3 separate regions of the Mus musculus genome follow, and all the other regions are linked to region 3. A link is a contact called in public promoter capture Hi-C data. All regions are on one chromosome and are shown on one strand. Each heading gives the region's core, a stretch centred on a gene start, on an enhancer-like site or on the middle of the called end of the contact. The rest is flanking DNA. Distances are from core to core; before and after follow the strand shown.

Region 1 (4,657 bases), core at 1,947-4,446, 160 kb before region 3:
TAAGCGTGGCACTTTCACCAGGCAGCTGCTGCTCAGCCCTTCTCCACAGTGGCCAGTGGCCATCTGGAGGTTCCCCACTGGCCACAGAACAGGGGCCATGCTGCCAGTGGCCTGCCACACCCGCTTTCCCCAGGAACTAGAGTGTTCTCTGCAGGAGCAGGGCAGACAAGAGGAGACTCGGTTCCTTAGACAGTGCCCCAACAATTCAAGAACGGACTTGATTCCACACACCACGAAGGGGGACCTCAGGGACCTCACTCAGCTGCAAGTCTCAACGAGAATGTCTAATACAAAGGAAAGGGACTGAAACCAGATTGATTAGAAGGGCCACTCTGGAATCATCCGGAAGCCCCAGGTTTGCTGGCAAGCACTATGAGAAGGGAGGTGGCATGGGGTGCTCAGACAGTTGTACCCCCATTATATGGTTTATGGTTTCGCGCTGCCCGTGAAGCATTCATTAAAGAAGGACCTCGACAAGGCTTTGAAAATTTACTCTTACCTACCGGACTTTGATCATGGTGACATGAAACACGGAAAAAAATAATTTTATGTGGTTCACATTTATGAGTTTTTACATAAAGGCTTTTGTGGGTATTTTAAGAATGTGCTAAAATGTTGTCTGAAACCACATGAAGCCATTGGAGGCGTTGCCCGCCAGAACTAACAGCACACACATGGAAGCACTTTGATTGGCCTTTGTACATTTAATGAGTCCAATAGTATTACTATTGTTTAAATGCTAACATGCTATTTCAATGAGGTGGCTCTGCCATGGCTCCAGGCCTGCTCTCTGGCCTTGCATGTCAACAAGATTGTGGGATCCAATGTGGCCAGGCATTGGAAGCTAGGGGATCCAGCTGATACCACTCTGAAATCTAACTTGAGGTTCTGACAAAACCCCCAGTTCTCTAAGGACTGAGGAGAAGGGGTCTAGGAGGGGACAACCACAGGGCTCCTACGGCAAGGAGTCCAGTCAGGTGGGAGAACATTCCTTAAGAGAGGAAAGCACAGGCTCTTCTCGGGCCTCTCCCCTCATGGAAGGGGAAACAACAGAGGGACGCAATCACTACACACAACCCGAATGCCAAGAGGTCTGCTTAAATCAGGAGACAGGAGCTACCTCTCGGGAGAACCAGAGATGTCATTTTGGACAAGGTTGGGCTATGAAGGGAGGAGTTGAGCCCCACCTAGAAAGGCTCACAGCAGACTCAATGACAGATCACCAGGGTGTATGTGTGTGTGCGTGTGTGATCATCTTTACTGGTGTCAGAGAAGCAGGCATACATCAGCCATCAGTCTTATCAGAAGCCCTGGTGGCCCTGGCTGTCAACAGAGGAGAACAGACCTGTGGAGTGGTCTTGCAGGCCTTGAGAAACGGGAGTTTCAGGGGAGAAGCTATAGTTCCTCTGTTTGGGAATGACAAGGTAACCACTAGGTGACTTGGGAGACAAGGGGGTACCTTTGCACTGGATGAAGCAGGAGGCCCAAGGCAAAACCCTCCGAGGGGCTAGCCACTTCAGTGAGGCCCGTCAGGATTATGCACCTATGTGAACATATTCTCTACCCTCCTTAAGATCCTTAAAATGGATCATGATTTGTCTTCCGAGTCTCTGAAAACCCCTTTCCAGCTGCATATCATCAGTCACATTCGGAGTCCACGCCACAGTCTGCACTGCGGAACCAAAAAGCGAAAACATTCTACACTCACAGTGACCTCCTGGAGAGAAGTAAAAAGGGTCCTGGCCCGAGGACCTTGTGGAGGGTTTGATGCCGAGGTGTGCAGAGCCCGTGGATGGAAAGTTGCTTTGGGAACCTGAGCTGTAACTGTGATCCACCCAAATGGCAGCCTTGGCCAGCCCGAGCTGCAGATGGAACGAGGAGATGGGCCTTGAGTGGCTTTGGAAGCTGGCCTACAATCCTGCCTCCTGGAACAGTGGCCAGGTCCGAATGCAAAGGTTTCACATGCACTGAGTCCCGGGCCACAACCTTAAAAACAGAACAAAACAGCAAGGCCAAGGCCAGGACATTCCTGCTGGAGCTGACCTTCCAGTGCCCTCCAAGAAACTAACTGTGGTTCTAGGGTTCACAGGGACCTCCCTTCAGCCATGGGCATCTGCCCGGGTAACTGCCTCCGGTCTGGGCTCAAGCCATGAGACTCTAGTCTCCACGGTGCTGACCCAGGCCCACAGACCCATATGGCAGAGGCTTAAGGAAGAGATGAAGTCTCAAAGATGCTAGGTGGGGGTCTTCTTCTGAAGCTTCTTCTGATTGGTTAAATAAAGTCAAGGCGTCCAGGGATGGCCGCACACCTATAAGCCCACCCTCAGAAGGCCGAGGCAGGACGGTCTAGAGCTGGGCAACGTGGGCAAGGGCCTGTAAAGGTATGGCTGGAGACAGCTCTACGGGCGAGAGAACTTTCTGTGTAAACAAGAGGATCTACTTTTGAGTCACTAGCACCCACATAGAAAGATGGCCTTGGTCAGTGACGTGGCTTAGCAGGTAAGGACATCCGCTGCCAAGCCTGACAACTTTAGTTCAATCCCCGGGCCCACATGGCGGAAGGATAGAGCTAACTCCCACAGACTGTCTTCTGATCTCCATATGTACACCCATGTAAAATAAATACACTAAAAAAGTACGCTAAAAAGAGAAAAAAGCTGAGGCCAGATGTAGAGGTATACACCTCTGTAACCCCAGCACTTGGGAGGCAAAGGCAGGCGAAGCTAGTCTGGTCTACAGAGTGATTTCCAGTCTAGCCAAGGCTGCAGAGTGAGGCCCTGTCACAAGATCAAATCAAAACAAAACAGAAAATCCAAAACAAACGACAATCAACAAAAAAGAAAAGCCAGGCATTGTGCTTACCTGTCAACTTAGTGTTGGGGAGCAGAGACGGGCAAACCCAGGGAACTCACTAGCCAGCTACTCTCAGTGAAAGGCCAGCTTCAGGCTCAGTGAGAGACTCTACCTTATAGGAATAAGGGGGAGAGCAGTAGGGGAAGACACCCCAGGGCTCCTTTGGCTTCTCATGAGGACACACATGCAAACACACACACACACACACACACCCCTAAAATAAGGCTAAAACCAAAGCTGGGAATATTGATTGGTTTCCTCACGTGGGAACCTGAGTGTCATAAGAGCTGGCTCATAACCTCTTCCATCTTTCTCAAAAGCTCCTGTTACACAGTTCTAGGCACAGGCACTCAATAGCTCCCAGGGCAAAGGTTTGTTTCAGACACTGGGCACAGCTGAACACCTTACAACCACCTAGAGCAGAAAGGTCAACCTCCTCACCCTGTCTTCCCACAGAACTCCAGATGGCTCCCATGGACTCCTACAGTTTCCCAGTCTTTCAATCCTGCAGTGTGTCCCTCCTGTCACTATGATCCACCTGTCTACAGCTCACCAGGGCCCCTCCTATGGTGGGAGAACAGTACTCAGCTTAGCAGTCCACGGCAAGGCTCACGCCGAGCCTGTAGCCGCCCCAAGGACACCTGTGGCCAGCAACTTGTCTTCTTACGCATGGATTCAGACTCTGCTGTCACTCACAGGCCCTGGGCCACCCTCCCACAGAGATCTCTGTGACTCAGAATATATGAGAGGAAGAGGCAAGGCGAGAGAGTATGAATGCCTTCTAGACAGATACAGTGAGGCCCAGGCGAGGGCGCTGCAGGGGAAAACGAGGTCATGGAGGGGCTAGACTCTGGCACCTCTGTCAAGATGAAGACAGATCAAGACAAACGAAGGTCTCGAGACCTCTGAGAGATCCGATGACTAAGGCGGTTGGCGCAAAGGTATATCAGGGTCTAGTAAACCTGTTAGAATGGTCTAACCGGTGGATGCCCTTCATCTGTGCCAAGCTGGCAGTGGCAGCCACTCTTGGATTCTGAAACTTTCCCCTTGCCCACTTCACCCTTCTGTCACAGACAGGGCCTTCTGAGACCTCACTAACTAGAAGCACAAGATTGTCAGATGGCCGATGGGACATTTTTACTATGATTATCATGTAGACTGGCAGGGACAAGGTCACATAGGCAAGGCTCTCCTGCTTGATGACAGTTTGTGCTAGGGAGAAAAAACCCACAGAACAGATACATCCTAGCATGAATCGAGGTTCTAGCTCCCAGACAGTGACTTCTTCATGTTCCTCCCCAGTCTCTAAGTGCCAAGTCCTCAGTTACCAAGAGTGGTTGGCTTCTTGGATCACCCTTCACATCCTTCTGATGCGAGAAGGATGCTTCTCACAGGCGAGAGCGACTTAACTTCAGCTCGGGAATGAGAAGAGCCCCAGTGGCCCAGACAGGTGCTGAAGCTGGCTGCCTCCTATCTGTGACTAACATTCCTTTGTAACCCCTGGCTACAAACTCCTGATTTGCCTATCTCTGGCCAAGAGGAGAACCCAGGAGCTGCCCACATGGGCCAGAGTGATGCTCAGAGAACTGCAGACGTCCATAACTGCAGGGCTGGGCAATAGATGCTGTTCTAACTAGTTATACCAGCTCAGTGTAAGGGTGTCTGTTGACAGTATGTCTAGAGACAGGAGAGGGTGACAGATCAAGAGTCCTGCCTCGATGCCTATTAGCAGCATCCAACTATTCCCTTTTGGCCCCTATATGCGCTGAACTGCTCAGGAGGCCTTCCTGCAGAAACATGAAGT
Region 2 (4,082 bases), core at 1,390-3,889, 190 kb before region 3:
TCCGTGTGAGTCTGGGGGTCACGCTGGGTCGGGCTCAGCTGCCCTTGGGAAGCCTGGGACCTGAGGTGAAGCAGGCTGAGATGGAGACGTGTATACATCAAACCACAGGGAGGAGACTCTGTTCAGAGTCTCTGGTTCAGAGCCAGAAGTGAGGGTGCATCGCAGAGCAGACTCCCCAGCTGAGTGCCGACCCCCCCTGCCCTGACTATCTTTCCTTTGCATCCCTAGGGGAAGGGTACTGTTGTATGCCCATTCTACAGATGAAGGACTGGAGCTCAGAGAGGCTAGGTCACTTGTCCAAGGTCATACAGCTACTGAGAAGCAAGGCTGGGGACTCCCATCCCAAGCTGTCTGCTGTACACCCAGATACCTAATCTTGGCTTCTCTCCTGCCTCAATCCAGTGTCTGCCCCTATCAATTCTGTGCTCTTGTTCATCTTGGGGACGGTGTGTATCACACCACTGTTGAGCAGCACTGATCCTGTGGCTGTCCCCAGGGAAGGCTTCCGGGGGCGGACACTCCTGTCTGTGGAGCCAGGCAATAAGGTAGGAAGGAGATGATGGGTCTGTGGTGGTGGCATGGGGGGGCCACCTCGCCTTCCCCTGCATGATCACATAGATGTTACGTTGTGGGGAGACCACCCCTCTAAAGCTCCCACCAGATATTGAGTGTCCCCTTCCACCCTCCCAGCCCTTCACAAAGAAGGAGGTCATCGGCTTTGTCATCGGCTCCGCCTCCAGCTTGCTGTACCTGCTCTCGAGGCTGCCTCAGATTCGCACCAATGTGAGCTTTCAGGAGGGGTGGGGTCACATGGAGGAGGGCCGCCAGGTTAAGCAGTGGGATGGGTCAGGAGTTTTGTTCGGAAGATCTAAACCACAGCAGCAGATGACATGGGTAAAGTCACCCAGCTGGCTGCGTCTCTTTCCACCTCTGGGAAATTGGCTCCTTGACACACCTTTCATGGGGACATGCATGAGACTGTTTCCCAGCAGTGCTGGAGGTCAGGTGTGCGGGAACTGCTAAGCTGAGAAACCAGAGTGGACAGGAAGTGATGAGGACCCCTACTGGAGGCTTACCTGGCAGAAGGAGTCCGTGGGGGCCACAGCCAGGGCTACCCATGGTCCTGGGGGCAGTGCTTGGAGCTGGGATTTGGAGCTGACCATGGACAGGGAGTTTTGAGTGCCAAGCCCATAGTTGGTATGGGGCACACAATGAAAAACCAGCTAGGAGTATGTGTCATGGAGGACACACACAGGGACTGTGGCTGCATAGATTAGGCTTGGTCTTGGACTCATGATCCTCCTGCCTCAACCCCCCAAGTACGTGCTGGGGTTGTAGACAAGAACCCTCTTTGGGGTCTCTCACTCAGCCCCTCCCCCACAGTTCATACGGCAGTCAACCCAAGGCATCTCCTACTCGCTGTTCGCACTGGTGATGCTGGGGAACACGCTGTACGGGCTCAGCGTGCTGCTCAAGAACCCCGAGGTGGGCCAGAGTGAGGGCAGCTACCTGCTGCACCACCTGCCCTGGCTCGTGGGCAGCCTGGGGGTGCTGCTGCTCGACACCATCGTATCCTTCAAAGCGTGTGATGTTGGCACCGTTGTGTGGGCAAGACGGCCTCTGCTTCAGTGTGCACATCCCTGCCAGCCCACCCCTCTGTCTACATACTCATCCACCTGTCCATTAGCACATTCACCTATTCGTCCGTGTGTCCTTCCATCTACAATCCAGCCTTTAACCACCCTTCATTTACCCATCCAACCTCATCCACCCACCCATCACCCACTTAGACACCTATCCATCTATGCACTCACCTAATCATACACACATCCCATTTGTCCACCCATCCTTCATCTATAATCCAACATTTCATCCAACCTCCATTTACCTGTCCATCCCCATCCATCTACCCACCGTCTGTCCATCATCCATCCATCCATCTACCCACCCATCCATTATCTATCCATCCACCCATCTACCCATCTTCCAGTGTATCTGCCCATCCAGTCTCCCACCCACCTGTCCATTCACTCGACTACCCATTCAGTTTCCCATTTATCCATCCATTTATTCACCCACACCCACCCATCCACCCATCTGTGTGTCCATCAGTCCATCCATGATGGGTGGACCCAGCCAGGACCAGTCCCATCAGTGAGCAAGGACAGAGCGTGCACTAGGTTTTGGGGTGGTTACCTAACTTCAGTGGCACCCAGCGCCGTGGAGTGAATCACCACTGGACTCTCCTGGTTTGGGGGAGACAGAGGCCCCAGCAGGTCATCGCACCGGGACTGGGGGAGAAGTTATTCAGGCACAAGGGAACAGAGTCCCAGCACAGCCTGTGCAAAGGCCCCAAGGGACAGAAGAGTGTGTGCACTGTGGAAACGAGAGCTGAGTCATGGAGACAAGCTTGTGTGGGCTTCACTCCTCTTCTCCGTTTCCTCCCTGATGACAAGGGTGAACTGCCAGTCAGACCCTCAGGGTTTCAGTCACTGTCCCTGCTGGCATCAGTGTCTGAACACCCTCTCCATGTGACCTGTTAGTGTTGCCAAGTGGTTCAGCTGGACGTTATTTGGCAAGAAGTAAACACGGTCTTTGTGTCAACATTTGGAGAGTCCCAGTGGGACGTGGTGAGAGAGAAAAGCTTAAAGTCTAGAGGGCCCATGTGGCCCAGCCTCTGGGTGTTGTAGGGAGGAAGAGCGCCCTATTCCAGGGTCCCTGATGGCAGAGTCAGGGCATCAAGGAGGGCACTCGGTGGTGGGAGAGCAAGGCGACAGGAGCAGGGCTGGCCCAGTGTGGCTGCAGTACCTTAACAGTGTCCTCAGATCTCCATCCAGTTCCTGGTGTACAGAAGCCATGAGACTGCTGCTGCCTCAGAGCGAGAGCCCCTCCTCCCCAGCTGATCATCGTCCTGGATGATGGGAACCTCAGCTGCCAAACCAGGAAGGATGAGGTGTGGGCAGAGATACTGCCGCCGCTGGACTGGGCCTAGGGGGCTGCCTGGAACTCTGGGCCTGGCTGCCTAGAACTCCTCCTGACCTTCAGACAGATCTGGAGTTGGCTTGTGCTGCACAGGGGCATACATCTCAGGTGTATGACAGCTGCCCGAGGAGCCTCTAGGGCACCCATAGCTGAGACCCCAGAAGACGGTATGGTCACCTCCCATCTACCTACCTCAATCTGACTGTACTCTTGGTTACATCATAGTCAGGGGACCCAGGGTTGTCCCTCTGACTGGATACAACCTAGTAAATGGTACCTTCCAGCTGGGCCTGTTTCTGCTGCTCCTTCCCGTGGTGCTTAGGGTCCAGGCAGGGAGATAGGGGGACCATGTGTAGCCTCCGTGGCCCTTGGCATCCTGACTTGTATCTCTCTGCCCTCTTGTACACAGACCTTACCCTGCTGTGACATGGAGCAAAGGGGACACCAGTGGGCTCTTTGTTCGTGGGGCTCTGGAAGAAGCAGATAACTAAGGGCAGGATTTGGTTGAGCATCACCAGGGGCACTTGGCATGACCACACGACCACCCTCTGTGTCCTTGCCAAGGCTGCGTAGGTAGGGTGAGGCGGTTAGCCCAAAGGGAGATGTGTAGTCAAGTGTCTCGCAGGAACTCAGTGACAGTTGCCTTTGAAGTAGAGCAGAGGGGCAGACTGGTGCCTTCCTGAAGAAGGTGGAGACCGGAAGAACAGATGGAGGACAAAGCCAACAGGAGACAGGGCCCAGAGGTGATGAGGACAGAGAGGAGGGAGAAAGGTTGCTCCCCGCTGTCTTTGTTACACCACCTTTTGGGGACAGAGGACCAGCCCCCTTCCTCGCTGGCCTCAGCTTACTCATACATTATTGTAGGTGCAGAAAGTTAGATGCAGGCCAGGGGCTACCTGCCAGAGACAAACAGGGCAGCCACCTCTGAGTGCTGTCTCATTGTCTTTGCCCACAGCTAAAGAGAAGGTCCTGGCACAGACCCAGGTGAGGCATGTGGTGCTCCTGGTCCCTACTCCCAGCCCACTGCTGCCCTCAGGTGATCTTTCAGCTCCATGCCATCCTGGGACTTGGCGCTATGCTAGTTTCCTAGGGCCAGATGG
Region 3 (4,670 bases), core at 71-2,570:
TTTTTAATGTCCTACAGGGAATCTCTGTATGACTTTTTGTTCTTTCTCTGGGACTGCTCATCCCTTGTTGGGAGTGTGATGCAGTTTCAGCCTCCACAGAGTGGGCCACACAGGGTCATGCTTTGCTCCAGCTTGTTCTGCAGAGCCTGATGGTGACAGCAGTCAGCTTATGGAGCCTCTTGGGAATTCCTGCAGGTTGGGTTTTCTTTCATCTACAGTAACGTGGACTTTGTGCCTAATCTGTAGCCTGGGAGCAGATTCTGTGTCTGAATGTTTCACCCCGTGATTACCCTGTGTTACAGCGTACATTCTACCTTTAAAGTTACTTAAAAGCATGCATTTAGGCACAAGATAAATCCATGCTATATGTGTAGTTGTTAGAAATTGCATTCTCTGTGTCAGGAGCTAGAGAGATGGCTCAGTGGCTAAGAGCACTTAACTGCTCTTGCAAAGGACCTAGGTTCTGTTCCTTAGCACCCACATATGGTCATTCAGTCATGTGTAACTAATTCCTTCTCCTGACCTCCATGGATACCAGGCACACACTTGGTGCATGTACATAAATGAAGGCAAGACACCCATACTCACAAAATAAATCATAAAATCTTCATGTTAAAAAACCAAACAGTGTCAGAGAAGCCAGCAAGTGCTTAGCTGGTAAAGCGTGTGTGACACACACACATACATTCACACACACAGATGGAATAATAGCAACTTAAAAACCAGCACCAAGGCAAGGGGCTGGAGAGATGGCTCAGTGGTTAAGAGAGATGACTCACTGCTCTTCCAGAGGTCCTGAGTTCAATTCCCAGCAACCACACAGTGGCTCACAACCATCTGTAATGGGATTCGATGCCCTCTTCTGGTGTGTCTGATTACAGCTACAGTGTACTCATAAAATAGATAAGTGAGTAAATAGATAGATAAATAATGAACCAAATGACCAGCTAAGGAACTGCTCCACTCCCAAAAAATGTTTCTTTGCCGATTACTGACACACAAGTCAGCAAGTGTGCACCAGATTGCATGGTTAGAGTAATTTGAAATAATGTCTTTGGAAAGATTTATGCCAATTCTTTTTCCTCTCTAAAAGAACTGGCTGCAGAAAACATGGGCTCTGGGCCTGATGTCAGTCTTGTGTTGTTTCCCCCTTGTCCCCCTCTCCCTGATGACTGGTCTTGGCTGTGCGTGTGGAGATGTGTGCTGATAAGCCACACTCTGAACCTGAGGGTTCTTTGTCATTTCAGACAGCATGGGCTTTTGAGAGCACCAAGCTGGGAGACAAAGTTATATAAACTGCATTCGTAGTTAAATATTTGCTTTCAGGGGAGGGGAAAAAATGCTTTGTACTTTTCCCTTTGGCTTTTCTTCCAGCAGAGCTTGTCATGCAACAACAAGAAGTGGCCAAAGGCAGAGAAGACGCTTCTCTCTGTGCTGCTTTGTTTTTATTGTAAGGCAAACCTTTCCTGTCCAATTGTTCTAAAGTTAAACCTGGCCTAGAGGTGCCAGGCTTGAGTGGAAGCAGCTGCAGAGTCCCCAGGCCAGGTGGGACTGTCTTTGAAGCAGCATGCTGCCTTTTCAAAGAGAAGGAGCGAGCGAGGGCTTGACTCCGGGGAGCTCAGCATTCCAGCCTTGGCATCTCTGACTGCAAGTGTGCTAGCTATTACAGGTGAAGCAGATAGGAACCCTTTTCTTGTACAGAGTAGTCCTGTTTGTGTCTCAGTAATCCAGAGATGGAGGGTGGAGTCTCAGTTAGGAATTAAAAATGTAGCAGCCCCAGTCTAATTAAGGTTCCTTGAGAACTGGGTTTGGCTGGGGCTTTGAGCTCAGTTATACTTTCAGATGAATACAGTTGGCAGGAGCTGGCTAGCTTGGTTGGTAAACTGAACTCTTGATGGCCCGTTCTTGGTTGGTGTGGGCGTGGCTCATCTTTTGATTGAGTGGTGCTGATAGCTGTGGGCTCAAGCATCACTAGGAAGCAGCTAGCGTCAGAGAGCTTGCTTTCTTTGGGAAAAATGTAAGAGCAGACCTGTAGTCAAAGGGACAAGAAGCATGCCACATTAGTTTCCTCTGGGCTTTTGACTCCTTTGGCAAAACCTTGCCTCCAGCTGGAGACCCGCAAAGGCCCTAGCTGTAGCCTACCTGCTTTCACTGACCTGCCTCTGTGAGCCAGTCCAAACCCTTTGCCCCATGCTCTAGGACCAATGTGCTGCTTCCTACTCACTCTGCAACTGCAAGGGGTGAAGCAAGTTGCCTTGAAACCAAACCTCCTGCCATTTTGTAAGCCAAGCAAGCAGTGGCAGATTCCAGGGCTTGGTGTAGCGATGACAGTAGTGTCTAGCCTCTGAAGTTCTACAGTCCTGCCAGGTAGGCTAGTCTGTGTGATATATGTGGTAGTGTTAGTCAAGGAAGAAACCTGAGCAAGCCCTCCTTGTTACTAGCCTGGCTGCCTAGTGCTCTGGGCTGGTGCGCCGAGAACATGGCTCATGTTCTAATTGCATCTTCACTCCTAGACATCGGGACACTCCAGTTCCCCATAGAAGGTAGTGTTGGTGGGCTGAAAGTAGAGGAGAATCCTCTTTCTGGATGTCCTGGGGACAGTGGCATAATGAGACTGGCAGAATTGGCCCCACTGGACTACTTTATAAGTGATAGGTTGTTTTGGCAAGTTATTTTCTACATCTGGAAAACTAGGACATACTACCATAGAAGTTTTAGTTTTTGAGGCAGGGTCTCATGTAGCTCAGGCTTGCTTTGAGCTTGCTATGTAAATAAGGATGGCCTTGAACTCCTTCCGGTCCTCTTGCCGCATCCTTTTCCCATGTATTGGGATTATAGGAGTGTACTAGCATGCCTGAAAATATTTGAGATAAAAAGAATTTTCTTGGGCTGAGAAATGGCTCAGTGGTTAAGAGCACTGGTTGTTCCTCCTGGTAGGGTGACAGTGAAGGTAGGGTTAGTTGTTCAGGTTCAATTCCCAGCACCCACATGGCCTCTTAAAACCATCTGTAACTTCAGGAAACCATCTGGAAAGAGGCTCCAACAGCCTCTTCTGGCCTCCATGGTCAAAAGGCATGTACAAGGTTTATAAATATAACTGCAGGCAAAATACTCATACCGTAAAATAAAATGAAGACTTTCTTGGAAAGGAGGTGCTGGATATTCATGATTGAATTAACATTCAATGTTAATTCACTTTCATTTTCATTTTGCCAACCTCAATTGACTACTTACCAAACCAAGTTTGGCAAACTATTTCCCCAAGATTTTTTAAAGTGAAAATTGGGGCAGCATAACTGATTTTTTTTTTAGATACTGAATTTTAAATTTTGTACCAAACTAGATCATAGCATAGGCTATGTTGTACAGGGCCATGTTTAATTTCGTTAAACTTTACATGGCATCAGCTAGCCATGTATCCTGTGCGTGTCAGCTGTGCGTGCATTCACAGAAACGCATCCTTGGTGAGCTTGCTGTTTCATCACGCTTTGAACTCAGGCCTAAACAGGGCAGGTCAGCACACAGCGAGTCAAGTCATGGTCACGTGCTCCAGCCCATCACTGATATACTGAATGTTCTGGTGGCTCTGACACAGTGGCAAGAGTCTGTGTCCAAAGCCATCAGAACATAACAGCATTGTGACAACACAGGTAATACGTCTAGCATGTGCGCTTGCTCTCGGCAAGTGTGACCCCTGGACTGTCACAGAGACAGACATGGGCATGTCATACTCAGACTACACTTGGGGTTTGTTGTGGTTGAGTTAGTTTTTCAAGACAGGGTCTCTCTGTGTAACTCTGACTGTTGTGGAGCTCTTTTTGTAGACTCGGCTGGCCCTAAACTCTGAGATCTGCCCGCCTCTGACTTCTAAGTACTGGGGTTAAAATGTGGGCCATTACCAACTGACTAGACTACACTTTAAACATCAACAGTAAATTACCTTAGCTCATCTTATCTTGGTGGTTTTTAGTTGTTTCTTTTTTGGTAGAAAACAGGTTTATTGAGTATACTATAAGTAAAGTCAGTGTGACGGGGAGTGACATGAATACAGCACACAAGCTCGCCGTGCAGCTCTGGCTCCAACTCACTGTGTAGACCAGACGAGTCTGAGCTCACAGAGATCCTCCTACCTCTGTTGGGGTTTCAGGCATGGCCACCATTCCTGGCAAACTTTTTATTCTTTTGTAGTTGCATTTAGCTTGAAATATAAACATTTTATGGTGTTTCTTTTATATTCATATTCTGTAATCTTTTCTATTTTTAATTTTTCTTTTTTACATTTAATTTTTTTTTTTGCTAAAATTTGCCCCCACCCCACCCCCACTCCCACATATACACATGTAATGTCCTAGGCCCGCATTTATTCCTGGGGTCAGAATCATTCATAGCACCTTCTTCCAGCTCCACGTCACACCTCGCTGGAAGGCGAGCTGCAGTAAAGCACGCAGAACTGTCCCCTCCTGCCATGACAGTCACTGCAGGGCACCTGGACAGCCTGCTTGAGGCGACCTCTTCAGAACCAGCCTGGAGCTTTGTTTTGTTTTGTTTTGCTTTCTGCTTTTCTCCCCAGGTTTGTTGGTGGCAGGGAATGCACCATGAACATTCCTCTCTGGCAACAAAACCCTCTTGGTGTGGGGTCCTGTTTAACTTTGTACAGAGCTCGTCGAGTC

Evidence for each region. Capture Hi-C pulls out chosen DNA fragments and counts their contacts.
Region 1: a contact with region 3 is called in a promoter capture Hi-C map of liver. The contact joins two enhancer-like sites. A contact is called at or near these places in 4 of 484 Hi-C or Micro-C datasets (bone marrow-derived DN2 thymocytes, bone marrow-derived macrophages, embryonic fibroblasts and 1 more), 12 of 115 datasets of contacts at active chromatin or transcription factors (bone marrow-derived macrophages, craniofacial prominence, embryonic basal ganglia and 7 more) and 3 of 9 other capture datasets (adipose tissue, liver and pancreatic islet).
Region 2: a contact with region 3 is called in a promoter capture Hi-C map of liver. The contact joins two enhancer-like sites. A contact is called at or near these places in 5 of 39 promoter capture datasets (HPC-7-derived erythroid cells, cranial neural crest, frontonasal cranial neural crest and 2 more), 5 of 484 Hi-C or Micro-C datasets (the HPC-7 cell line, bone marrow-derived DN2 thymocytes, bone marrow-derived macrophages and 2 more), 10 of 115 datasets of contacts at active chromatin or transcription factors (bone marrow-derived macrophages, craniofacial prominence, embryonic basal ganglia and 7 more) and 3 of 9 other capture datasets (adipose tissue, liver and pancreatic islet).

Annotation. Positions count from the first base shown.
Region 1 is chr4:139,272,005-139,276,661 of GRCm38.p6, reverse strand. All of the region lies in intron 4 of Capzb (capping protein (actin filament) muscle Z-line, beta), which reads right to left. Among named protein-coding and RNA genes, the nearest start is that of Slc66a1, 36 kb to the left of the region's middle. Within about 2 kb of position 3,196, at least 10 of the 459 cell types and tissues checked have an H3K27ac peak or open chromatin away from gene starts, as enhancers often do. A contact at or near this core is called in hepatocytes and liver, where this site is marked.
Region 2 is chr4:139,297,713-139,301,794 of GRCm38.p6, reverse strand. Slc66a1 (solute carrier family 66 member 1) reads left to right here. Exons shown (of 9, transcript NM_145384.3): 5 at 1-5; 6 at 403-545; 7 at 691-783; 8 at 1,384-1,569; 9 at 2,826-3,265. The coding sequence ends at 2,903. Among named protein-coding and RNA genes, the nearest start is that of Slc66a1, 11 kb to the left of the region's middle. Within about 2 kb of position 2,639, at least 38 of the 459 cell types and tissues checked have an H3K27ac peak or open chromatin away from gene starts, as enhancers often do. A contact at or near this core is called in liver, where this site is marked.
Region 3 is chr4:139,108,216-139,112,885 of GRCm38.p6, reverse strand. The region is part of intron 1 of Micos10 (mitochondrial contact site and cristae organizing system subunit 10); the gene reads left to right. Among named protein-coding and RNA genes, the nearest start is that of Nbl1, 18 kb to the right of the region's middle. Within about 2 kb of position 1,320, at least 32 of the 459 cell types and tissues checked have an H3K27ac peak or open chromatin away from gene starts, as enhancers often do. A contact at or near this core is called in hepatocytes and liver, where this site is marked.